Linked DNA regions of Capra hircus: region 2 is linked to region 1. Evidence: chromatin contacts called from public Hi-C data. All regions are on one chromosome and are shown on one strand. The core of a region is the stretch at or near the end of the contact, and the rest is flanking DNA. Distances in the headings are between cores, read along the strand shown.

The links. A called contact is a pair of places that touch in the nucleus more often than the background predicts.
Region 2: a contact with region 1 is called in a Hi-C map of blood, with 5 times the contacts expected there. The contact joins the enhancer-like site here to the promoter of ELP6 in region 1. A contact is called at or near these places in 2 of 5 Hi-C or Micro-C datasets (both in blood).

Annotation. Positions count from the first base shown.
Region 1 is chr22:52,179,856-52,182,878 of ARS1.2, reverse strand. ELP6 (elongator complex protein 6) reads right to left here and starts at 1,452. Exons shown (of 7, transcript XM_005696017.3): 1 at 937-1,452. The coding sequence starts at 1,257.
Region 2 is chr22:52,279,587-52,282,609 of ARS1.2, reverse strand. The region is part of intron 3 of SCAP (sterol regulatory element-binding protein cleavage-activating protein); the gene reads right to left. Among named protein-coding and RNA genes, the nearest start is that of PTPN23, 42 kb to the left of the region's middle. Within about 2 kb of position 1,424, at least 1 of the 5 cell types and tissues checked has an H3K27ac peak or open chromatin away from gene starts, as enhancers often do.

The DNA of each region.
Region 1 (3,023 bases), core at 203-2,702:
CAGTTTGGACTTTGGAGGTGTTAGTAGTAACTGGCAATGTAAGCAGCGCCATCTGGAGGCTTGGGCAGAGAAAAACTGCAGGGCAATTAAAATGCACAAGGATTTACTGAAAACTATTCGCCTGGGACTATGGAGTAACACAAAGGCTTTAACACTAGGTGTCTTGGCTGCCTGGACGAGCTTACCATTTCATCAGAAAGACAGGAGTTATGAAATAAATCACCTATGTCTCTAGGAGAGGCAACCCTCGGGCTAACGAATGAACGTTTTTGAGATGCTCCAGACCGTGGTAAGGAGAGAGCGACGAAAACAGCAGGGAGGCTGTGGTGCCAAAGGCGTGCTGTGCAATCAAACGTTAGCTGCGAGCAACTCAGAGAGCACTGTTCAAAAACATGGGGAGGAAGACGAGCAGAAGCATTCGCTGAAACCTGCCGAGTGTTCCCAGGACAGAGGAGGCCGTTAAGGAGAGGTCGTTAAGAAGTTGCTCCCTTGTGATGGGGAGGGCGGGGGGACGGGGGGGGGGGAGCGGGGACAGAAGAGACTGGCGGGCTACGGTCCATGGGGTCACAAAGAGTCGGACACGACAGAGCGACTAAACCACCCCCACCAACCTGTTTGGGCGCTGGGACTCCCACCACGCTGAACACGCACAAGGGTCGCCTATACACTCAAGTCAACTCAAACGAATAACATGCTTCCTGTGGTCTTTCAAGGGCGCACGCGACCTTCGAAAACCCGCAGGATGCCCATCTTGCGCGGGCCTAAGTGTCTAGCCTAGCCTCGGGGTCGGGTCCTCTGCGGACTACAACTCCCAAGCGCCGCCGGGCCACGGACGTCACGTGATTTCCCACGGGTCCGCGCGCGCTTCATCCGGGTGTGCGGTCTTGTGCCGCGCTCCCAGAATCCAACCTCCTCCTCGACCTTGCGACCTCTTACCTGCTCCGCCCCTTCAGGGGTGGTGTTGAGAAGGTTATTGAGTTCTGGGAACATTCCGAGCTCCAGAACGCACGGGGGCCCCGGATGGGAAGATGGGCTGTCACGGATACAGCGGAGGCTGGAGGGCAAAACCCACCACACAGGACCACGCGGGAGGAGTGCGCATGCGCGATTCCTCTGGCCGCAGCCAATGGAACGCGCGGATCGGTCGCACTCGGCGCATGTGCAGAGACGCGCACAAGGCCGGGGAACCTGGACGCTGAGCTGTGCGGGCTTCTTACCTGCATTCCACTCCCAGAGAGCTTCCCACGACCAAGGCATGAGGAGGTCGGGTCTCTTCTTCCTTCCCTCAACCGCGCGTTCTTCTCATCTCAGAGCCTCCTGTCAAGCTCCTGCGGTGTGCCTCACACTACTAAACGCTTTGGCTGCAATGGGCGAACCAGACAGGCGAAGACGCCCGCTCTCGCACAAAACAGAAAACAGACGTAATAAACATGGAATAATACATTGAAAATTTCTTTGGGGGGGGGGGAAATGAAGCTGGATAAAGGAATAACGGTGAGATGGGGGTAGGTTTTGGATAAGACAGGTTATCAGAGTAGGGTCACTGACCAAGTAGGGTTGGAACACGCCCTGCATGATTCTCTTTGAGGTTTTTGCACTGTTTCCCCTCCCTGGGCTGCAGCCGTTAAAAACAAACAAACAAACAAAAAACATATCACTTCTTTCAGGTCTTTGTTCACATGTCAGTTTATCAGCGAGGCCTTCCCTAAGCCTCCATGGAACAAGAGATCAATTGCCAATTTTCCGCTGGATCATCGAAAAAGCAAGAGAGTTCCAGAAAAACATCTATTTCTTCTTTATTGACTACACCAAATGCTTTGACTGTGTGGATCACAATAAACTGGAAAATTCTGAAAGAGATGGAATACCAGACCACCTGACCTGCCTCTTGAGAAATATGTATGCATGTCAGGAAGCAACAGTTAGAACTGGACATGGAACAACAGACTGATTCCAAATAGGAAAAGGAGTACATCAAGGCTGTATATTGTCACCCTGCTTATTTAATTTATACATAGAGTACATCATGAGAAACGCTGGGTTGGATGAAGCACAAGCTAGAATCAAGATTGCTAGGAGAAATATCAATAACCTCACATATACAGATATGCAGATTACACAACCCTTATGGCAGAAAGTGAAGAAGAACTAAAGAGCCTCTTGATGAAAGTGAAAGAGGAGAGCGAGAAAGTTGGCTTAAAGCTCAACATTCAGAAAACGAAGATCATGGCATCTGGCCCCATCGCTTCATGGCAAATAGATGGGGAAACAGCAGAAACAGTGAGAGACTTTATTTTGGGGGGCTCCAAAATCACTGCAGATGGTGACTGCAGCCATGAAATTAAAAGATGCTTACTCCTTGGAAGGAAAGTTATGACCAACCTAGACAGCATATTAAAAAGCAGAGACAATAAAATAAAAAGCAGAGACATTACTTTGCTGACAAAGGTCCATCTAGTCAAAGCTATGGTTTTTCCAGTTGTCATGTATGGATGTGAGAGTTGGACCATAAAGAAAGCTGAGCGCTGAAGAATTGATGCTTTTGAACTGTGGTGTTGGAGAAGACTCTTGAGAGTCCCTTGGACTGCAAGGAGATCAAACCAGTCCATCCTAAAGGAGATCAGTCCTGAGTATTCATTGGAAGGACTGATGTTGAAGCTGAAGCTCTAATACTTTGGCCACCTCATGTGAAGAGTTGACTCATTTGAAAAGACCCTGATGATAGGAAAGATTGAAGGTGGAAGGAGAAGGCGACGACAGAGGATGAGATGGCTGGATGGCATCACCAACTCAATGGGCATGAGTTTGGGTAAATTCCAGGAGTTGATGATGGACAGGGAGGCCTGGTGTTGTGCAGTCCATGGGGTCGCAAAGAGTTGGACACAACTGAGCGACCGAACTGAACTGAAGTTCCCTAAGCATCCTATTTAAGTTCTTAACTGTCCCTTCCCCAGCAATTCTTGTCCTTTCCCCTCACCCCTCTTTTATTTTTCTCCATATTATTTATATCTGGAGCTAGTGAA
Region 2 (3,023 bases), core at 175-2,674, 100 kb before region 1:
GTCTGTTTTATGAGATGAAGCATTATAGAGAAGAATAGTGGTAACGGTTGTACAATGTGAATGCATTTAATGCCACTGGACTGTACACTTAGATATAGTTAAGAGAGGGGATTCCCTGGTGGCCCAGTGGTTAGGGCTTAGTGTCTCTGCTGCCACGATCTGTCTTAAACGGAAGGAAAACATCCTGACTCTCCCACGGCCCCGTCCTCACAGCCACCACTCTGCTGGCATCAGCCGCACTGTGACACGCTCCAAAAAGGTCCGCAAGGCACGGAACTGAGGGGGTTTCCAGCCAGCACACAGTGAGGGACCAGGGGCCGCAGCCCCAGCCTGCAGGGGGCGTGCTTCCCTCACTGTCTGACATGGATGCAGGCTCTGAGACAACTGCAGCCTTCACAGCGTGACTAAGAGACCCTGAGCTAGAGGACCCAGATAAGAAAATCAGTCTCAGAGAGATGACAAGAGGATGCCCAAGGCCACACAGCAGCAGAGGCAGGATTCAAGCCTGGGGCTGCCCAATTCCCAGTCTGTGAGTCCTACATGCCGGGGTGGTTCTGAACCATGTGGGTCCCATGGAGAACAGGGCACAGAAGCAAAGGCCCAGCACAGCAGTGCTGGAGGGGAGCTGAGGTCCTAGGGCCTGCGGGGTCTCAGTTGCCACTGTCTCAGCATGAGAGCCCTGACCTGGGCTCCTCGGAAACCTCACATTCAGGCTTAGGATGCCACCACCCACGCTGCAGGGCTGGCCTGGAAGCCCAGGCACCCAGGCGGACTGGCAGGCAGGGTCTGGCATGAGGGTCAGGTTTCCATGATGAGTCAGTCTAGCAGGGCCAAGCCAGAGCAGGACATCTCAGGCTTGCTGTTGCTTTAAACACAATCCCTGGGCCTCCCTGGTGGTCCAGTGGTAAAGAATCCGCCCGTCGATGGACGGTTTGATCCCTGGTCTGAGAAGATCCCATGTGTGGTGGAGCAGTTAAGCCTGTGGACCATGTCTGTTTAGCCTGTGTTCTATGGCCCGGGAGCCCTAGGGTGCTGAAACCCGTGCACCCTAGTATCGCAACAAGAGAGGCCACTGCAATGAGAGGCCCGCGCACGGCAACTGGAGAAAAGCCAGCGCAGCAACAAAGACACAACGCAGCCAAAAATAAAGAAAATTAAAACAAAAAGCTTGTTTAAACACACACATACACACACACAAAATCTGTCCTTCACTTTCAGAGAAAGCATCCTAGAGCTCCAGGCCCGTTGCCTTTGCGCTGACATACCCAGGAGCCCCTGAGAGCACTCCCACTGCTCAGCTCCTGGAGGACAGGGCTCCTGCTCCTTGCTCCCCAGCCCTGGACAGGCGGGGAATGGCTGTGGGGGGCGGCACAGGGGCCATGCTGGGGTTCACATTCTAGCCCTACCCCCAGCTGCGTGCCTCAGACAAGGGTCTCTACGCTCTCCAAGCCTCAGTCCCAGGCTTACTGAGGGAAACGGGGACAGACCCTCAGAACTCGGCAGATCACTGTGCGGACGGAACAACACAACACCAGCAACCAGCCAGTGAGCCAGGTGGCCCGGCGCACGCCAGTCATACCTAGTGGCGTCATTGTGTCCTAAAGCTCTTACATGCAGCCTTGCGATCCCTGTAAAATGAAGCCCCCTTCGCCTCTCTGCCCCCTCACCCTCCTCCTAGGCACCATCATCCCCGTCTCCAGGTTTCTCGAAGACTGACCATCTTACCACCACTCTCACCACGTCGCTGCCTCTAAGGGCTCAGCTTCCCACTGCCGAGAGGATTCATTTAAACTGAGAGCCCAGGATTTAACTTGGTCCCAACTACCTGATCACCTATCAAGCTTCAAGAAGAAAGCCTCACTTCAGACTTCTGTCTCTTAGTGACACATATGCAGAGCACGCCTGGTGCACTTAGAACCTCTGAGCACAGGACCCTCTGCCCTGCCCTCCGCTCTGGCCAGATGTAAGCAAGGACAGTGGTGACAGCCAGACTCATTTACAGATCCAGTGATGGGCCAGACACCGACCTGAATTTGCATCCTTTCACTTCATCCTGTGACAACTGTAATGCAGGTATAACTATTATCCCCATTTTACGAATGTGGAAACCAAGGTACAGAGTCGTTACATAACCTGCCCAAGGTCACACAGTTGAGAAACGGCAAGTCTTCACCTTTCCGCTTTGCTCTGGTAAAAACACCCCTCCTCCCAGTGGGAACTGACCTCCCCACACCCCCACATGGGGGTGATCAGTGACTCCAACACATGCCAGGCCTAACCCAGGGCACAAGATGCCGGCAGAATTGATTGGAGTCCTTTCTGGAGGACACACACACACGAGGCCCAACCGCAGGGTGCAGCCTCCATCCCACTGCAGGAACATATCAATAAAAGCGGAGAAGAGGGCTACACAGAGAGATACCTCCAGCACACAGAAAGAATTATAACTCAGTAAAAGAAATCCATCACCCACACACCTATGGGCACCTTATCTTTGACAAAGGAGGCAAGAGTATACAAAGAAGAAATGACAGTCTCTTCAATAAGTGGTGTTGGGAAAACTGGACAGCCACCCGTAAAAGGATGAAACTAGAACACTTCCTAATGCCATACACAAAGGTAAACTCAAAATGGATTACAGACCTAAATGTAACACCAGAAACTATAAAACCCTTAAGAGGAAAACTCAGGCAGAACACTCTTTGACATAAATCATAGCAAGATCTTCTATGACCCATATCCTAGAATGATGGAACTAAAAACAAAAATAAATGGGATCTAATTAAACTTAAAAGCTTCTGCACAGCAAAGGAAACTATAGGCCATCATCAAAATATCTACAAACAATAAATGCTGGAGAGGATGTGGAGAAAAGGGAAACTTCTTGCACTGTTGATGGCAATGTACACTGATTCAGCCACTGTGGAGAACAGTATGGAACTTTTCTTTAAAAACTAAGACTAAAACTACCATATGACCCCAAAATCCCACTACTGGGCACACACTCTGAGAAAACCATAACT